Linked DNA regions of Ovis aries: regions 2 and 3 are each linked to region 1. The links are chromatin contacts, called in public Hi-C maps. All regions are on one chromosome and are shown on one strand. Each heading gives the region's core, a stretch centred on a gene start, on an enhancer-like site or on the middle of the called end of the contact. The rest is flanking DNA. Distances are from core to core; before and after follow the strand shown.

Region 1 (2,700 bases), core at 43-2,542:
CTCCCTCGTTTGTGTAACAGTCTCTGGTTAGACTTTCAAAGACAGGCGCAAACCTATGTTATAAAGAAGAGCCTTTAAATGTACCTCAGTGAAAGGCAGTTTTGCATATTGGTTAGACTGCTCAGGGAGATTCTCGTCTCTCGCCATTTCCAGCTCTGTCACCTTGGGCGAGTTATCTGACCTCTGTGCCCTATTTTCTCAGCTACAAAAAAGGTCTATATCATAAGGCTGTGACAATAAATTATTTGTAGACGCAGACAGAACAGTGCTAACACAGAATACATAACTGCTACCTATATTAGGTTAACCGTAGCCTCTGTGGACTCCTCTTCATTTCTGAGGCTTTTTTCCTAACACTAACACTCTGTCAGAGCAGTTCACTGCCCCTTTAAAGCGAGGAAAGAGCGTTTCAGCGCTGCCTGAACTCACATGCTAGCTCAGGATCCCCCAGTTCTCAACTAGAGTTCAGGACTATGTAGTACCTGTCCCCCTCAAGGCTGCCTTTATCCTTTATTTACCCTTGTACTCCTAAAAAGCGGGACGGGGGCAAAGGCCGCCCAGAACTTGGCCCTCCGGCACCGTCTCACCCCGACCCCGCCACCACCTGCACCCCAGCTGACAGCGCGGCTGAAGGAAGTTTTGGAAACCCTCCTTTACTCTTTCCAGCCGGACTCTCCTGCTTGCAGTGCTGACGCGCGTGAGACAGCAGGGAAAGCCCGAGCAGACGACTCCTCCGAGTGAGCGCCCCTCTTCCCTATCCCGAGCGCCCCGGACCGAGCTGGCGCTGCGCCCCGACACCGCTCTCCTGAGTCACCCGCTTCGGGGTCGGCTCCACGGGAGGGGCGCCACACGCCATCCTGCGGGTGCAGGGCGCTTCCTACGCTCGGCCTGGCCAGTGGGACAGGGAGGGTGGTGTAGGGGGAGTGGGCGAAGTCAACCCGCCCCCCGGGGGAGGTCCGCCAGACCGCGCCAACCTGACCCCGAGGACCCCGGGCTGTGGCCGCCCCCGGGCTGGACCCCACGACTGTAACCGGCCTTGAGCTGTCAGCGCGACCCCGACCGACCCGAAAAGGCGAGGCGCGGCGCCGCTCTCCGCTCCGACCGCAGCGCGCGGCCTGCCCTCCAGCCGGGTACAAACGCGCCGCGCGATCCGCGGGCCCACGGCCGCCCTCGGACCTCCATGCGGTACCTGCGGCCCCTCTCCGCGGAGTCTACGCTTCGCGCCACCGCCCACCATCCTGCAGCGAGAGGCTGCAGTGCCAACCGGTCCCTCCGAGAGCCCGCGCGCCGCCAACCACTTCCGGTTCAGGGGCCACCAATCGTTTCCCCCCGCCGCCGCGCGCACAGAGAAAAGGCACCGCCCCCAGCCCGCATCCCAGCACGCGCGTGGCCGAGGCCCCGCCTACTCCGCCTCCCGGGCAGGTGCGCCCTCCGCAGGCTGACCCACCTGAGCATATGGTTTTCCTTTAAAGAATTACTGCATTTTAAAACGTTTCTATCAAATTATATGTAAAAGGAAATATATAGGCCTCATTCTGTAGTATTCTAAAGTTAACTTCCAGAACCATATAGCGACACATAAAATCAGTTGTAGCAGTTGGGGTTGCATACTTGAAGGTTCTCAGACCCAATAAAATGCTACAATAGAAAAGTACAGGTCAAGAAAACTTGTACAATAGAAACAAAAGTACAACAGAAAACAAAAGTACAATAGAAAAGTACAGCTGATCACAGTATAGGTCGAGAAAACACATACCGCAACAATAACAGTTACGAAACGAATATCTCTTTTAGAGCTAAAAGTCACTGCTTTTACTATTTAGGGGATAGACTGTTAATGAAACAGATTAGTAAAAGACAGTGGAAATGAGATCAAGAATTCCTATGTACTCTTTAAGAGAGTGATTGATTCTAGGATTCACCTAACTTTAAGCTCCTGATCCAAGATACAGTTTTAAAAAGGATATTTATTTCCGATCTTTTTCATGCTTTCAAGACAACAGATATCACATCTAGCCTCTGAGATAAACACTCCATTATGTGAGCTGCGGCAGACAAAAGACCAGGGGGGTGGGGGGGGGTGGGGGGGGGGGGGGGGGGGGGGGGACTTCCCTGGTGGTCCAATGCAGGGGGTCCAGGTTCCTTACCTGGTCAGGGGACTAGACCCCACATGCTACAACTAAAGATCCTGCATGTCTTAAAGAAGTTCAGAGAATCCATGTGCTGCAACTAAGGCCTGGGGCAGTCAAAATAAATAGATAAATAAATACTATAAAAAAGACAAGACAGAATGTACTTGAAATTCCAGGTCCTGGGATGCAGCCACACTCCTACTGAAGCAGACTGAGGCCCTGGAAGTGGGAACCATTGACTCCAGCAATCAGGAATGAGTCCCTGACAAGGCATGTCCCAACCCTGGATGGTAGCACCAGCGCTGAGAAGGCCCACTGCCCCTAGGGCACTCAGATTCCTGGTGTGTCCTGGCAAAAAGGACTTCTTGTAGAATCTGTTGATTATAAGGGACCTAATTAGGGAAAGTCAGGGGACTCTGCTTCACCGGAACACAGGGAGAGGTGGGAAGGGTCCACTTTCATCTAAGTTCCCAGACTGGAAGTCAGAGTTAGCTTCAGACAGAGCTGGTCCCGGGAGCCACGCTGACGGGCAGCAGATGCACTGTCCCGTGAACCTTTGACACTGCAT
Region 2 (2,700 bases), core at 139-2,638, 150 kb before region 1:
CAGCCAATAAACAGTTTCCCTAGAGGAAAGGATGAACATGTACATGGTTATATTCATGAGATGATGCCATGTCCACAGGATTACAGTTAAGATTTACTTGGAACACAGTATCAATGCATTATGAAAATGACCTCAAAAGAACTCCCCTGGCCAAGTTCCAAAACCTTTACGAAACTCCCAATTGGTTACTCTTATTGTACGAAAACCTATTTTTCCACAAATTAGGCTCCTTATCTCTCAACAAAGGAAAAAAAAAAAAAAGTGAGCAATCTTGAAACAGATCTGTGGATCCTCTAATTTCAGACAAATCTAAAACAGAAACAACTACTCTCTCCACATATGGCTTCCCTCCATGGTCTCTACAATACTGCTGCATCACAAGACAAGGCCATTGCTAGCAGAGATTGCTAATTATTTTTAATCCTGCAAGTTATCTCCGATGTAATTTGCCATGGCAACAACAACAAAAAAACTGTACGTTTTGGGGTGGATCTTACAATAAAGAATAAAAATTAGGCCTATATATGTGTTTTTTTTTTTAAAAAACCTTATGAACTCTAAAAGTATTAGAACTTTCAGTGCCGTACATGTAGACCGTTTGAAATTACGGGAAGTGGAATCCAAGATTATGAGCTAACCAGTTAACTGCTACTCGTTTTCTAATTAAACCGTGTATGCAATTTAAGACTGGAGACGAGATAAGCAACGTAAATGACTTGCTATCGATTAACAACACTTCTAATATTACTTTAATTCCATGCTCACTATCGCTTTTCTTTTTTATATCGCCTATTAATAATGTCCAAGGATTGCTCAGGGAAGCTGTTCCTTAGAGAATTATCACGTCAGTGAGATGCGGCTATTTCCGTGCACCTCAGGGCAGGAGTCCGCAGCCTCCCCAGAAGGAAGTCAGGGCGAGGTCTCCCGCAATAGAACGACCTCTCAGTTCTGCACGTCACGCCTCCCCGAGCGCCGCTCACCTCAGGACTCAGGCCGTGGGCACCTTCCGGGCCGCCGCCTCCCCCCGGGGCTCAGCGAGGCAGAGCCGACCTTCCGCGGTCCGGAAAGCGCATCTGGCCTCAGCCTGCGCCGCCCGGGCCAACGCCCCGGGGCACGACTCCGCGTCTCCGGACCGAACCAACCGGTTTCCGAGCCCCTGGCAACGGCGGCAGGGGGAGTGCCCCGGGTGCCGCCCCCAACTTCTCAGCGGCGGCTGCCGGCAGCCTTGCGGGGCTGGCGCATTGGGTCTGGGGGCTCCTTGACGGTTCGTCCTCCCGCCTCGCCACGCGGACACCTGATAGCGGGCGACGCCGAGAAGCGCTTAGAGGTCCCGCCTCAGGACTCCTCACAGGACGCCCCAATACCTCACAGGAGGCAGAGCAGCGGGCGGGGCGCCCCGGCGCGGGCATGTGACGTCGGCGCGCGGACGCGGGCGCTGAGCGGGGGCGACCGGGAAGGGCCTCGGGGGCGGGGCCAAGGCGGGGCCCGGCTCCGGAGGTTCGGGCGCGGCAGGTGCCGCAGGCTGCGGGAGGAGGGGAGGGAGGCGCAGGGGGACAGGAGCGTCCTCACTCTTGGGAGTGAGGCCAGGCGGCAACGGGACCACCACGCAAGGTGATGTGGAGTAAAGCCTGTTATCGTCCCACACATACTGCAAGGGGAAAGGGACTCATTTAGCTTTGTTAGAGATGTCACATTTTTAATAATTATTTGGCTGTTTTGAGTATTCCTTGCTGCATGGGCTTTTCTTGAGTTGGAGAGAGCGGGGGCAACTCTCCAGGAGCAGTGTGCAGCCTTCTCATTGCGGCGATTTCTGGACGAGGTTTAATAGTTGTGACACACGGCCCAATTACTCTGTGGCTTGTTGGATTCGTTCCAGACCAAGGATCAAACCCCCGTCTCCTGCACTGGTAGGCGGATTCTTTACCATTGAACCACCAAGGAAGCCCAGGGATGCTACATTTTGAAAACTGATTTTGCTTTAAAAAGCAGAACAAGTGAAATAAATCAAAGACATATACTGTAATGATGTCACATGTGGAATCTGGAAAATAATTTAAACTAGAGAATATATGTTCTTGCCTGGAGAATCCCAGGGACGGGGAAGCCTGGTGGGCTGCCGTCCATGGGGTCGCACAGAGTCGGACACGACTGAAGCGACTTAGCAGCAGCAGCAGCAGCAGCAGCAGAGAATATAAAAAAAGGAAATTGATGAAAACAAACTATTCATACTAGTTATCAGTGAGGAGAGAGGTGAGGCACGATAGGGATACGGGATTAAGATGTACAACTACTGTGTATACAATAAATAGTAAAAGATACATATTATACAGCACAGGGAAACATAGATATTGTTGGTTAATAACTATAACTGAAATGTAACCTGTAAAAAATTTTAATATGTTGTGCACCTGAAACATATGTAATATTGTACACTGACTGTACTCCAATAAACAAATAGAATGTTTTTAAAAAGCAAGACTAGTCCTACGATATTTTGAATGATTAAAGCAAAAGAGTATTTTTAAGTCTTGAATTTTTAATATAACATGGTTTAAAGAGAAAAAATTAAGAAACAAAAAACAAATAAGTATAATGTGGTTTTCCACACCTTTGCATCTGTTGAGTATATGTGTTTCTTACTGGTATACTGAAAGGTTCAGTGGTCTAAGTACCTTTCTCCAATGCAGGAGTTTCAAAGAT
Region 3 (2,700 bases), core at 65-2,564, 210 kb after region 1:
GTTTGTTAAGCCGATGAAACGTTTTCTCATTCCACGCCATGAAGCAATTCGATGTCAACTTGCTATGGAGTCAAATGCGACAAACTCCGGGAGCTCCAGCGGAGGCGGCGGCTCCCTGAGCACATAGCTCCCCGCTTTCCTGCGGCACCAGGATGAGCCGCCAGCACTCGGGGCCTGCGGGGCCCAGGACAGTGCACACCCCTCATCCCGGTCACTAAGGTCCGGTGACCCGGGCGGCCCGGAATCGGCGAAGGCCCCGCGGTGGCTTGACGTCCCCTTTCCTCCGAGACCTGCCGGCTCCTCGGCTGCGCGCGGTGCACACCGTGCTCCTCGCCGTGGGAGGGCTAAGACACGAGCCTGGGATGCGGTGTCCCCAAACCGCTGCTCTGGGATCCCGTAACATCTTGCGACCCTGGAGCCCACTGCGGGGACACGGGCGCCTCCCAGAGCGCAGCCCCAGCCGCGGGCTCCTCCAGCCCCAGCGCCCCAAAGTTGCGCGGCCGCGACCGGGGCGACTCGGCCACCACGCGGTGCAGGGCTCCCCACCGCCCGCGCCCCACCCGCCGGCGCCCAGCTAACCCGGCTAACCTGACGCCGCCTCGCCACTCCGGCGGCTGCCGTGCGCTCCTCGCCATGGCCAGCCCGGGAGCCGCGCCGTGCCGACGCCCGCAGCCTCTCGGCGGCTGTCCCTGCCCCCGCGCCGGCTGATGTGCGGGCTGCGGAGCCTCCCGGAGCCCAGCCTCCCCGAGCAGAGCAGAGCGGAGACGAGCGGCCGGGCGGAGCATGCCCAGTGCGCGCGCCGCGGCGCCGCCGGGTCTTCGCTGCAGCGCGGCGGGGCGGGGCGAGCGGCGGGGCTGGGGGCGGTGGGCCGGCCCGCGGGGGTGGGACCAGGGCCGGGAGGTGGGGCGCGGCCCCTCGGTCCTAGCGGCCCCGCGGCGGGACCCCGCGCCCGGCTGTCCCCAGCCAGCGCCCGCTCCGTGCGGCCTTGGCAGTGCCGGGGGAGTCCCGGGCTCCCGCCCTCAAGGCTGGGGACCCGCTCTGGACTCGCGACGCTGCACCGCTCCCGCACCTACCCTTGCAGGGACCCAGTGCGGCCGCGAGGAGCCGCAGGAGCGGGACGTCAGCCGGCGGCTTCTGAGCCGGCCCTCGGGATTCTAGAGCTCCTTCTAGACTACCTGTAGTTTCCAAGTTTTCTCTAGAGACCGCTGCGGGGCTTTTTCAGTAAGAAAAGACATTTTCCCAGGCGCCTGCAGAAGTTGAGCGGCCCGGCCTCGCTCTGCAAGCGAGCCTCTTTGCAGACCCGCCGGACCCCGCGGTGCGGGGACCCGCACCCGGCTCTTTCTAGGGCCGCCCCCACCGCGGCGGCCACGCCCAGACACGCCCACACCAGCTCCCGGGTCCCGCCCCCAGGGCTGCGGCGAAAACCCGGCGCGGCGGACTTCTCGCGGCGCCGCGGGGGCCGTCGTTCGCCGGGCTGGAGCCGCACGAGGGCAGGCTGACCCTGCTCGGCTCTCCCCACGCCGCTCTCTCCCCGTCCTCTGTGAACCTCGCGGGCGAGCGTGCCGACCCCCGCCGCCGGCCCGGCCGCAGAAGCGGGTCAGGACCCGACTGAGCATGCTCGCCCGCTCGCCGCCGCGTCTGGACGCAGCCGGGCCTCTGGGTCGGGCCGCGCAGGGGCGGCGCAGGTGCGCGGTCCGGGCGCAGGTGCGCGGGAAGCGGCCGCGTCGGGCGTGGAGGGGGTCTGGCTCACGAGCGAGTAGACCTAGAAACCCTATTTTAACATTACTTTCATGAGCTCAGGAACTTTCAGCTGTTTTCTTCTTTCAGGAAGCCTGAACCCTTCATTCCCGTCTCCAGGGTAGGAAGCATCTTTGACAACCGCACGAGGACACGACATTGTCACCTGGTTTTTCAAACCTTAAGGCCTTGTCCTCACTCTCAGGTCATTTTGCAATATGATAGTCCTCTTTGTCTTCAAACAGGGCTTCCTCTGAGACCCCACACTCTCCAGAGCCCTGCAGGACTGCGCTCGGCCACCTTGGACGAACTTGAAGTGGGCGTGGGAACTTCTTGGGTCACGGTCACCGAGGAGAGGACGGGAATGGAGAGCTTCCAGCAAGGAGAGTCTGCAGGCTGGAGAGGCGTCAACTAAAGACCCCAGAGAGATGCCTTCAGATCAGTGGGGTGAGGCCTGTTTCCCGTCTGGGGTGGGATGCGGGGAGCGCTGGCCCACCAGATTCTACGCTATGGTGGGATCCCCTACATGGGGTGGCATCACTTTCCCCTCGTCTGGTCCCAGGGCAGCGCCAGCGTGCTGGGGGACACCACCTGTCGTGGAAGGTCACACAGGCAAAGAACTTCCTGGAAAGCTTACTCTGGTACTTCTCAGAGCCCTGCCTTGTGCTGGGGTCCCCGCCTCTCTCTCCCGTCAATGTCCCTGCCTCCTGAGCCCCGCTCTTGAGCTTGCCCAGGCTCCTTGGCGGTCCTCAGCGCGAAGAGTTTAGCCTGGGAGAGGATGGGTGAGAATTTGCACCGGCCTGTCCCCAGCAAAACTGAACTGTGGTTGCCCCTCAGCCGCATGTCCTAGCTCAGTGACCAGTACGCTTCTTCTCGGCTGTACACCCTTACAGACGTCGTCCAGGAGTCCCTCATCCACTTTCCCCTGTTGTCTAGCTAGTTGCTGGCCCACTCACCTGCCGG

Evidence for each region. A called contact is a pair of places that touch in the nucleus more often than the background predicts.
Region 2: a Hi-C map of muscle shows a contact between it and region 1, with 4 times the contacts expected there. The contact joins the promoter of NEK1 here to the promoter of LOC101114249 in region 1. A contact is called at or near these places in 2 of 16 Hi-C or Micro-C datasets (hypothalamus and muscle).
Region 3: a contact with region 1 is called in a Hi-C map of hypothalamus, with 2.7 times the contacts expected there. The contact joins the promoter of MFAP3L here to the promoter of LOC101114249 in region 1. A contact is called at or near these places in 2 of 16 Hi-C or Micro-C datasets (hypothalamus and tail adipose tissue).

Annotation. Positions count from the first base shown.
Region 1 is chr2:111,377,754-111,380,453 of ARS-UI_Ramb_v3.0, reverse strand. It overlaps LOC101114249 (histone PARylation factor 1), which reads right to left and starts at 1,292. Exons shown (of 8, transcript XM_027964642.2): 1 at 1,190-1,292. The coding sequence starts at 1,237.
Region 2 is chr2:111,525,336-111,528,035 of ARS-UI_Ramb_v3.0, reverse strand. It overlaps NEK1 (NIMA related kinase 1), which reads right to left and starts at 1,388. Exons shown (of 31, transcript XM_060411063.1): 1 at 981-1,388.
Region 3 is chr2:111,166,768-111,169,467 of ARS-UI_Ramb_v3.0, reverse strand. MFAP3L (microfibril associated protein 3 like) reads right to left here and starts at 1,314. Exons shown (of 3, transcript XM_042243559.2): 1 at 1,074-1,314. It overlaps LOC121818677 (a long non-coding RNA gene), which reads left to right and starts at 1,445. Exons shown (of 3, transcript XR_006058703.2): 1 at 1,445-1,704; 2 at 1,983-2,184.